Linked DNA regions of Gossypium hirsutum: regions 2 and 3 are each linked to region 1. A link is a contact called in public Hi-C data. All regions are on one chromosome and are shown on one strand. Each heading gives the region's core, a stretch centred on a gene start, on an enhancer-like site or on the middle of the called end of the contact. The rest is flanking DNA. Distances are from core to core; before and after follow the strand shown. Region 1 holds the start of LOC107926750 (SCARECROW-LIKE protein 7). Region 2 holds the start of LOC121211334. Region 3 holds the start of LOC121211346 (ATP-dependent DNA helicase DDM1).

Region 1 (3,057 bases), core at 548-3,047:
CCATCCCCCTATCACTACTCTCCCATCACTCTCCCTCTTTCCCACCATCCCTCCTCCTACTCTGATTCTTTCCCTTTTCCCGCCGCCCCTTTGCTAACCCTCTTCCCCTACTCTGATAATTTTACTCCCCCTACCATCCAACGAATTTACAATCATAGAAAATACATACACAAATTGACTGATTAGAGGAAACTTAGATATGAGCAAAGAAAGAAGTGGAAGAGTTTGGTCTAAAATACCATAGATTTGGAGTAGAGTTGGTACCACTTGCATTTCTAGTTTGCCAAAACCTCAAGATTGAAGATTGGCCGATACCTTTCATCCTTTGAATTGTCACCCCATCGCCAAGCTCACTGAGTTTGAGTTTTCAATCTTTGGAAACTATTGGGACACTTGTGTCATGCAGTTGAAAATTAACTTTGAATGTGTCTATGCCCCAATGACAATAGCCTTGGAAAACTGGTGCTTCTAAAGTGCACGAGATTCTAAACTCTCCTATCCACTTTCATCGGCTCCTCCTCAAAACCATAGTTTAAATCCTAAATTGTTAATTGTGATTGGTCTGCATGTTCTTCAGCTTCTTCTTTGGTTTCAATTTTCTAAACACTTCATTTTATCTCATTTTACATTGTTAATTAAATTATCAGCCATGCCAACTAAAAGATTCAAACTTTTTCATTTATTCTGCAGAATTTACAAGATACTATCCTCTTCAAGTAAAGTTTATCATAGAATACACAAAGATATGAAAAGGGTTCCCTTTTATGTGTTTTTAATCTTTAAATTCTCTCACTACCCCCAAACCATAGAAGCTTTCACAATATAAGCTTCAAAAATCTAATAAAAATTGTCACTTTATACACAAATTATACAGTTTGAATACCAATACCTTAACTGTAAATGTAATGACTCTTACAGTACTAACACCCTGTAATGCATTTTTTAAAAAAAAAGGAATCCATAAAGGAAAAAAATGATAAGAAAAGACAACCAATTAGTTAAAAATTCCCAACAGATTTAAATTATTTAGAAAGAGAATCAAAGCAGTAACTTTTTTGTAACGAAAAAAAGTTGATGTCATAAAAGGAATTGAAACCAATGTAATACAAATGATACAATAAATAAATAAGCAATAACATCAAGCTTAAATGGAAGAGAAACGAGAGAGATGTTTCCTTACTTACTTTTATTATTACTAACATTTTAGTTGTCTAATTAGCGAAGTTTTAGTTCCTTCAAGCGAGAGAGAGGTGAAAGGAAATGCCAAAAAAAGGTAGGGAAAAAATCAGAGTAAGGGAAGAGGGTTAGCAAAGGGATGGTAGAGGAAAGGGAAATAATCAGAGTAGGAGGAAGGATGGTAAGGAAGAGGGAGAGAGAATCAAAGTAGGCAGATGAATGATGGGGAAGAGAAAGAGGGATGTGAGAGCAGTGATAGGGGATGGAAAATGGTAGCTCCGTTAAGTATCTAACAAAAAATGGTAGCTTCGTTATGTCTATAACGGAAAATGATTAGTGGTGACTTTTTTATTAATTTTTAAAAATTGAGTAATTAAATTGAAACTTAAATAACTATTTTGTCTAAAATTAAATAACTATTAGTGTAATTTATCTTTTCTAAATTTTAAAAAAAACGAGGTAATTAACTTTTAAAATAAACTTTTTGACTAATTAACCCTCTTAATCCACAAATATTTTAAATCAAATTCTCATTCTATTTTGTTTAAAATAAAGAGGGACCAACTTGTCTTTATGCTTAGCGGCTATGATATAAGGTCCCACTTGTTCATTTGAAGCGACTCGACTCAGCGTTCCCTACTTCTACTGTTTTAGGTATCGTTTTTTAGAGTTGCACTTCTCCAAATTGCTTTCTTTCTCTTTCTCTCCTTTCCTTGAGCAAAATCCAAGTTTGTAGACCTTCTGCTTCAGTTACCGTTGGGCCTACACTTTTGTATGTACTATCTTTCTTCTCTCTCTTCTTTCATGCTTTAAAAACTGGAAAAAATTTCACTCTTTCGCTGATCCTTTCTTTGTTAATTGTGGGTAATGATAGTGCAGTTAAAACGATTTTCCGTCGAGGTTTGGCCGGAGAATGGCATATATGTGTGCGGATAGCGGAAATCTAATGGCAATCGCTCAACAAGTTATAAAGCAACAGCAACAGCAAGAACAACAACAAGAGCAGCACCACCACCAGCAGCAACAGCTTCTTGGTGTCAGTCATGTTACTTTAAACCCTTGGCCTAACAACCCCCACCATGGCGTCTCCAACTCTCCCATTCTCGGATACGGGCTTTCGGGTCCAGGTTTCACTGACCTGTTTCAGGGTGATACTGGAGAAGGGTTTCAGTTCCCTAACATGGGGCATCATCATTCGAGTGGGTTTCGATTCCCGGATTTTGGTGGTGGTTCGGGTGGTGAGTTTGACACCGACGAATGGATGGATTGCTTAATGAACAGTGGGGATTCAACGGATAGTTCAAATCTGCCGTCTGGTTGTGAAGTATGGCAGAACAATGCTGATTTTGGTCTTTGCGGTGCTGATCCATTTAGTGCTTGCCCAAATTGTCTCAGCGTGGCGTGTCCTACGCCGTCTGATCTGAACCGAGTCATTTTCCCAACCGAGGCACAGAAAAACCTTAGCCCTACTCTTCAGTCTCAGCACCAGCTACCTACGTGGTCCCCATCCCCATCCCCTCCACCACCACCTCCTCCTCATGTAGCCGTTAAAGAAACCAAAGCAAGCAGTCCTCCGAGCCAGACCCCACTCACAAACGATGCCGCAGGGGTCTCAGCTGATTCCAGCGAGATCGAGTCAGCTCCCCCGCTTTTGAAAGCTGTACTCGACTGTGCTAGACTCTCTGACTCAGAACCTGAACGCGCGATTAAATCACTGGTTGAACTCAGGGAGTCGGTATCTGAACGTGGAGATCCAACTGAAAGAGTGGCTTTTTACTTCACCCAAGCCCTCTATAGCAAAGTCTCTCTTCCAGCAGAGAAAAGATTGAATCTGCTCGAAACAACGTCGGAGGACTTCACTCTGTCTTACAAAGTATTGAA
Region 2 (3,085 bases), core at 322-2,821, 180 kb after region 1:
AGTGACAAGCGTTTGCGCCATGGCCGCAGCTCGGGTAATTCTTGCGTGTCTAACTTTTGCTTGGACTTGTTACAGAACAAGAACATGCCATATCCACTGCAAAGCGCAAAAGATAGCCGTGGAAGCAATGGAAATAGCAGTAGTAACAGCTCAGGGAAAGGCAATGATCCTCTCTTAGCTCGCCGATGTGCTAACTGTGACACCACTTCTACACCGCTTTGGAGGAATGGTCCAAGAGGCCCAAAGGTAATAGACATCACAAATTAACAATTCTATCTTTGTAAACAAGTATAGTTGGTTCTTTTTTCTTTTCTTTTGTTTTGTTTTTTTTTTTTTTGAAATTATTGTTTAGTTGCAGTCACTTTGCAATGCCTGTGGAATTCGATTCAGAAAAGAAGAAAGAAGAGCAACAAATGCAATCAAGTCATCAGGTGCAACAGGTTCAATGTTGGAGCAATTACAACATCTTGGCTATCATCACCACCAGAACAAGAACAATTCACGGGTTCATCACTCGCAAAGCCAGAAAATTCCATGTTTCTCACCTGTCAATGGATTCAGGTTCATTGAAGATACTGATCGAGATTCTGCTACTGGCATTCCCTTCCTTTCTTGGAGACTCAATGTCCATGACCTTACAAGATAAGAAGAAAATAGAAGGAAAAAAAAGGAAGAAGAAGAAGAAACAGAAAAGAAACCCCACCCCTCATTGACGGTCAAGATCATGCAGCAATGACTGAAACGTTTCACGATGACGATGCTGTGGATGCTTAAATGGTAGTAGGTCGTATCTTCATTTTTCTTTTGCAAGTGATTCACTTTCACTTTAGGAGATTTGAGAGAGTTCAATTAATTTCAGCACTGTTTTTTTCACTGATTTCCCTGATGTAATGTAATATAGAACTACGTGTTACCTTATATATGCCAAAAACAAACAAACAAACAAACTTAATGCACAAATTGCCCCTGAAGTATACAGATTTTCTCAAATTAGTACATAAAGAAATTTACACAACAGTTCAAGACTTAAAAGTTTATTTTCAGTTGGCATTAACTTTTTTGTTAATACAAAAAGATATAAATTTGAATGTGTTAAAATATATTTTTTTTATTTAAGAATTAGAGAAGAGTTACGAATAATTTTAGAAATCTTGATGATACACTAAAGCTTTCCATAAAAATTAAATTTTAAAAATAATAATAATAATTAAAAGTGAGGAGAGAGAAGTGGCAGGTTTTAATTGGTAGGATAGGAGGCTGTTGTTTTTTTAAGAGTGTTAATACTTTGAGAAAAACCATATAACAAAATAAACTTTATTAGTATATTTTAAGAGGCAATTTATGCACTAACCAAAAACAAAAGTGGTTTTCTTTTTCATGTTATATGAACTGAAGTTTAGTTAGATGCGACTCTCGAATCTTACGCAAATTCTTTGTATTTTTTCTATTTGGTCTAATTATACACAATCTTTGCACTCTTTATTTAATCTTCCTGCTTTTATTTTTAGAGCTTTACTTGTTTATTTAAAAATTAAATTTTAAAAGAATCTGCAGAGAATGGAGACAGAGATTTCTGGCAATGGTATTGAGAGTGAATCTCATTCTGGTGGTGATCGAAATACAAAAAAAGTAAGATTCAAGGAAGCGGTTGATGGAGAAATAAGCAACATGGCAGTTGATTCCGACCAACAGCCGATTTTGTCTTTTAAAGACAAACTTTTGGGGGGAGGTGTTGCCTTTCTTGATGGAAATCTTGAAGGAAACTTAGATAAGAATGAGAGTGATTTTGAGTTAATGGATGGGGATGTTAACAAGTCCATAGTTAATAGGATCCCTGCAATCGACTTCTCAGAGCGAATCAAAGACTTGCTATTTAAGTAGATGGAGTTGACGGTGATTCTCAAATTATTAGGGCGTAACATCGGATATAATGCGCTTCATAATCGTATCACTAATCTATGGAAACATGTGAAAACTTTTTATCTAATGGATATTACTAATGGGTATTTCTTGGTTAAGTTTCAGGACATTGTTGATTATAACAAGGTCTTAATACAGGGTCCATGGATCATTTTTGGTCAGTACCTTATGGTACAACCATAGACAAAGTCTTTTAACCCAGCACAACCATACCCCAGTGTGGTGATGGCTTGGATTCGTTTACCGGGGCTTCCGGGCTACTTATACAAAAAACACATCATTGAAGCTATTAGAGGGTTAATTGGAAAAGTGGTCAAGCTGGATGTACAAACGGATAACAGAACTAGAGGAAAGTTTGCTCGATTGGTTGTGCTTATCAATCTTGAAAAACATCTGATATCTCATGTTTTGGTTGATGGCGCTGTGCAAAAGGTTGAATACGAGCCCTCCCGACGGTGTGCTTTAGTTGCGGACAATATGGACATACAAAGGAGTTGTGTCCATCGGTGGGGGTGAATCTGAGCCCGGGGAGCCCTGTGGCTGCGACGACAGCATCTATTGGTGGTGATGACGGTGGAGGTGGTAAGGGAAGGAAAGTGATTATGGGCCATGGATGTTGGTGGAGAGAAAATCCCAGCATGGTCAACGGGGTTCTCGGTTTAACGAAGGAATAAATTTGGGAAAGGGAACGTTGGGTTCTAGATTTTTGCCTTTAAATGTGGAAGCTGATTTAGGTGGCGAAATTAGTGGAGCTGCTGGGGAAATTTTGGAGAAGGAAGGCACTGTTTGTGCTGCTGGTGAAAGGAGTAGTGGTGAAGATAGGGTTATTTCTAAAGGGGGTTCGGGTAGGGCTAGTTCTAAGAGTCTTTTGGGTCAGGTTGGAGAGGTGACCCATGGGAATAGAGTAGGCTTTATGCCTTCAGTTGGGTCTGCTTTGGGCTTCGTTTCCACCAGGCCAGGAAATGTTGTGACGGGCCAGAGTGAAGGGGGCCCTAATTCTAAGTCTTTGGGGAAAAGGCCTGTGGAGTCAGATATGTTTCCCCAAAAAGACAAGGACCTGATTAAAAATTTTCCCTTTTTTAATTTTAATTTCTTTCTTCTGCCTACAGGTACATCGCAAGTTTTAAAGGGGGATTCCAAGGGCAGTGGGCTGTCGATGGAGAAG
Region 3 (3,181 bases), core at 189-2,688, 230 kb before region 1:
GTATATTTTGCTAGGTACCTGTGTCATGGGCCGCAGTTCAAAACCCGTGACCATCACACCAAATGCATCCAATAGAGGTCTATTGTGTAGATGGGGATCATTTGGCTCGTAAGAATTGGCCCGATTTGATAACCTGTTGGAGAAGCCTGTCAAATTGAAGCTTGGTTGGCTCGATAATGAAGATATGGCAACTTAGGCTATTTTGGTAACTAATCTTAGAAGATTGATAGAATCATATCTTGTAAAGATTATATTAGATTTGATATGATATATCTTGTAAATCCCATGATTTAAGTGATAGGATGAATTTCGTCTGTCGATTATTGTAATCTTGACAGTCAGTTTTGGGGGAGCTCAACTATAAATAAAGAGCCTCCCCTCATTTGTACTCACTCCATTCATTGTTTCATTATTATTTGTGAATAAGAGAATATTGAGAGCATTTACTCAAACACCTTGTGCATTCTTTCTATTGTTCTTTTGTTGTTTCTTTTGGCATAAATCACTTTCGCTATACAAATTGGTGCCTTGGAAGACTTCTGAAGGAATCCTCACTTGAGTAAAGGCTGACTTAGGAGAGTTTGGACGAATGAATCACCTAAGACTGCACGGATCGTGAGACTAAAGATCTAGCCCCGTGACACCTGTAGGTTCCTGATAAACTTCCACGTGCTAACATCAATAACAAGATGGTTTAGTTGTAGAACTATTACAAAATTTATTAAGCTCCTTATAGCCTGATTTGACAAAATAAACCCCAGAGGTATTACGAGGCCACTCCAATCTATCCCGCTCATCCGTATTGTAAACAAGAATCTCATGCTCCCTTAGCCACCTTGCAATAGAAGTTAAATTCCAACTCTTATATTCCTAGCACAAGATTTCAACAACTATAATAGGTAAAGGTTCATTTACCTCATCAGGATGTTCCAATTTACCCCCACCTCCATACAAAAAAAGAGTATGGTGTATCACCGTGGGATAGTAGTTATGTTCCAATTTATGTTCTTATTAACCTAAATAAACATAAACCAATAAAATCATATGGAGAAAAAAAGCCAAATATATGTACTATCAAACGAGACACACAATATTACTATTAATCAAATAAAAAAATTTGAAAAGTTAAATTAAAAAAAAAAAAGAGATCATTTAGAAAGTTGAAGTCCCACACCGTTCCTCGAAAGTCTAAAAAAGGAAAAAGGAAATCATAGTGGAAGGCACAAAGCATGCCCCAATTTTGGGAACCCATAACCTACCAGTAAAGGCCACATATTCTAGGCCCAGAAGAATTTTACATTGACTAAAATACCCTTCCAAGAATGAGAAACAGATTTCAGTCCAGTGTGTTATTTATGGCACAAGTTAGGGGCATTTCTCAAACTTTCATTTTCCCGCCCAAACCTACCAAGACAGTCAATTAGAAAATAAATAAAAATAATTAATGTTTAATTTTAGTGCTCCACTCGTGTCGAAATAAATTTCACTCTCATTTACGCTCTGCTCTGCTCCACTCTACTCTGCTCGCTTTTCCTTTTCGACGTTTCCGACTTTCGATTCTCTCTGGTATCTCGCTGAGAGTGGAAGCTCTTTCACTGTATTTTGAGTTCTTTGTTATACATTTTGTGCTTTTACTTGTTGGAGTGGCGTTTCTTCGCTTTCGACGATTCAAAACCCTAGGCTGGTTTCTGTATTTGGTTGAAACTAAAGCTTTAGTCTCATATGTTTTAATCTCTTAGAATTTGATTATTTCCTTTTTTATATTCATTTTATTGATTTTTTTTTGTTTTTGGTGTAAGGACATTTAGGGTTTGGAAATGAGGGCTGAGAATGGAAAGGGAAATGGCGTTTCTGCTGAATCACCGACTTCGGTTCTCGAAGATGAGGTTTGTTTGGATATACTTTATCTCTTCTTTTTTGTTCTCGGTAGGGTTTTGGTTCCTTGTGGTTTGAAAGGTTTTAGTGTTTTTTCACTGCTTATGTTTAGTCGTTGAGAAAGTGAAGAAAAATGTAAGCTAAGAAAGTTGAAAGGAAGATAGAAAGTTTCAAATATGATCTTCTATTATGTATTAAAACACACTTTTAGGTCATTTGTAGGTTTTTGAGGATTGAAAAGTGTTACTTTTTGTTTTTATATAATATTTTTTTTATTCTTACAAAAATGTAGGAGAAGTGCAAAGAGGAAATCACTAAGTTGGAGGAGGAATCAGTTCTAGACGCCAAAAATGGAGATACTTCTCTTTTATCAGAGGCTATGGTCGAGGAAGAAGAGAAGCTAAGGGAAGCTCGGTTGAAAGAGGAGATAAAACAAGGGGAGCCTGAAGAGTCAGTGCACTTGAATGATACTCAGTTTACTAGATTGGATGAGCTTTTGACCCAAACCCAGATGTACTCAGAGTTTTTGCTTGAAAAGATGGAGGACATAACATTTGTATTCCGCTCTCACCTTTCTTTTGGGTACACTTTTACTATTTTAATTGGTCTGGTTTTTTCTGATCATCTGTTATAATATTGGTAGAGTGTACCTAAGCCTGAAGCTGCTCAGACAAAGAGAGGTCGAGGTTCAAAAAGAAGAGCTGCTAACCAGTACAACAATGTATTCTTTCTGCTTTATTTACCCTGTCAACATGGAATGCCTACATATCATATACGTACTATCACAAAATTAGTTGTGTTTATTCCTTCGTCTTCTTCTGTTATTGCTTGGCTTGCTACGTATGCAAAATATTCAGTTCTCCTGTTCCCTCTGTAACAATTTTGGTTTAACTCAATAGTTCTTGTATGCCAATAGTTCATTTGAGAACATTGTAAGTATGCAGGTTGTATGTTTCTGATTCACTGGTAACATTGAGATCCTTGTAATTTAAATTGAAACCTTGAGTGGTATTAAGCCACTATTATGTGATTTCCTTTCTTTTTTTTCCAGAGGAAGGTCAAGAGGGCAGTTGCAGCAATGCTTACAAGGTCTAAAGAGGGAGAGACTGAGAACGTTGAAGATGAAAACTTGGCTGAGGAGGAAAAAAATGAGAAGGAGCAGGGAGAACTTGTACCATTGTTGACTGGTGGAAAATTGAAGTCTTATCAGCTTAAAGGTGTAAAATGGTTGATCTCCTTATGGCAAAATGGGCTAAATGGGATCCTTGCAGATCAGATGGGTCTTGGAAAGACAATTCAAACGATT

What was found. A called contact is a pair of places that touch in the nucleus more often than the background predicts.
Region 2: a contact with region 1 is called in a Hi-C map of hypocotyl, with 2.9 times the contacts expected there. The contact joins the promoter of LOC121211334 here to the promoter of LOC107926750 in region 1. A contact is called at or near these places in 6 of 34 Hi-C or Micro-C datasets (callus, hypocotyl, leaf and 1 more).
Region 3: a contact with region 1 is called in a Hi-C map of leaf, with 2.2 times the contacts expected there. The contact joins the promoter of LOC121211346 here to the promoter of LOC107926750 in region 1. A contact is called at or near these places in 16 of 34 Hi-C or Micro-C datasets (anther, callus, hypocotyl and 3 more).

What each region holds. Positions count from the first base shown.
Region 1 is chrA12:15,653,616-15,656,672 of Gossypium_hirsutum_v2.1, reverse strand. LOC107926750 (SCARECROW-LIKE protein 7) reads left to right here and starts at 1,797. Exons shown (of 2, transcript XM_016857686.2): 1 at 1,797-1,948; 2 at 2,056-3,057. The coding sequence starts at 2,090.
Region 2 is chrA12:15,473,326-15,476,410 of Gossypium_hirsutum_v2.1, reverse strand. LOC121211334 reads left to right here and starts at 1,571. Exons shown (of 2, transcript XR_005906650.1): 1 at 1,571-3,085. It overlaps LOC107939028 (GATA transcription factor 18), which reads left to right. Exons shown (of 2, transcript XM_016872322.2): 1 at 1-246; 2 at 359-918. The coding sequence ends at 646.
Region 3 is chrA12:15,883,119-15,886,299 of Gossypium_hirsutum_v2.1, reverse strand. It overlaps LOC121211346 (ATP-dependent DNA helicase DDM1), which reads left to right and starts at 1,438. Exons shown (of 16, transcript XM_041084081.1): 1 at 1,438-1,566; 2 at 1,800-1,886; 3 at 2,168-2,431; 4 at 2,519-2,596; 5 at 2,927-3,181. The coding sequence starts at 1,818.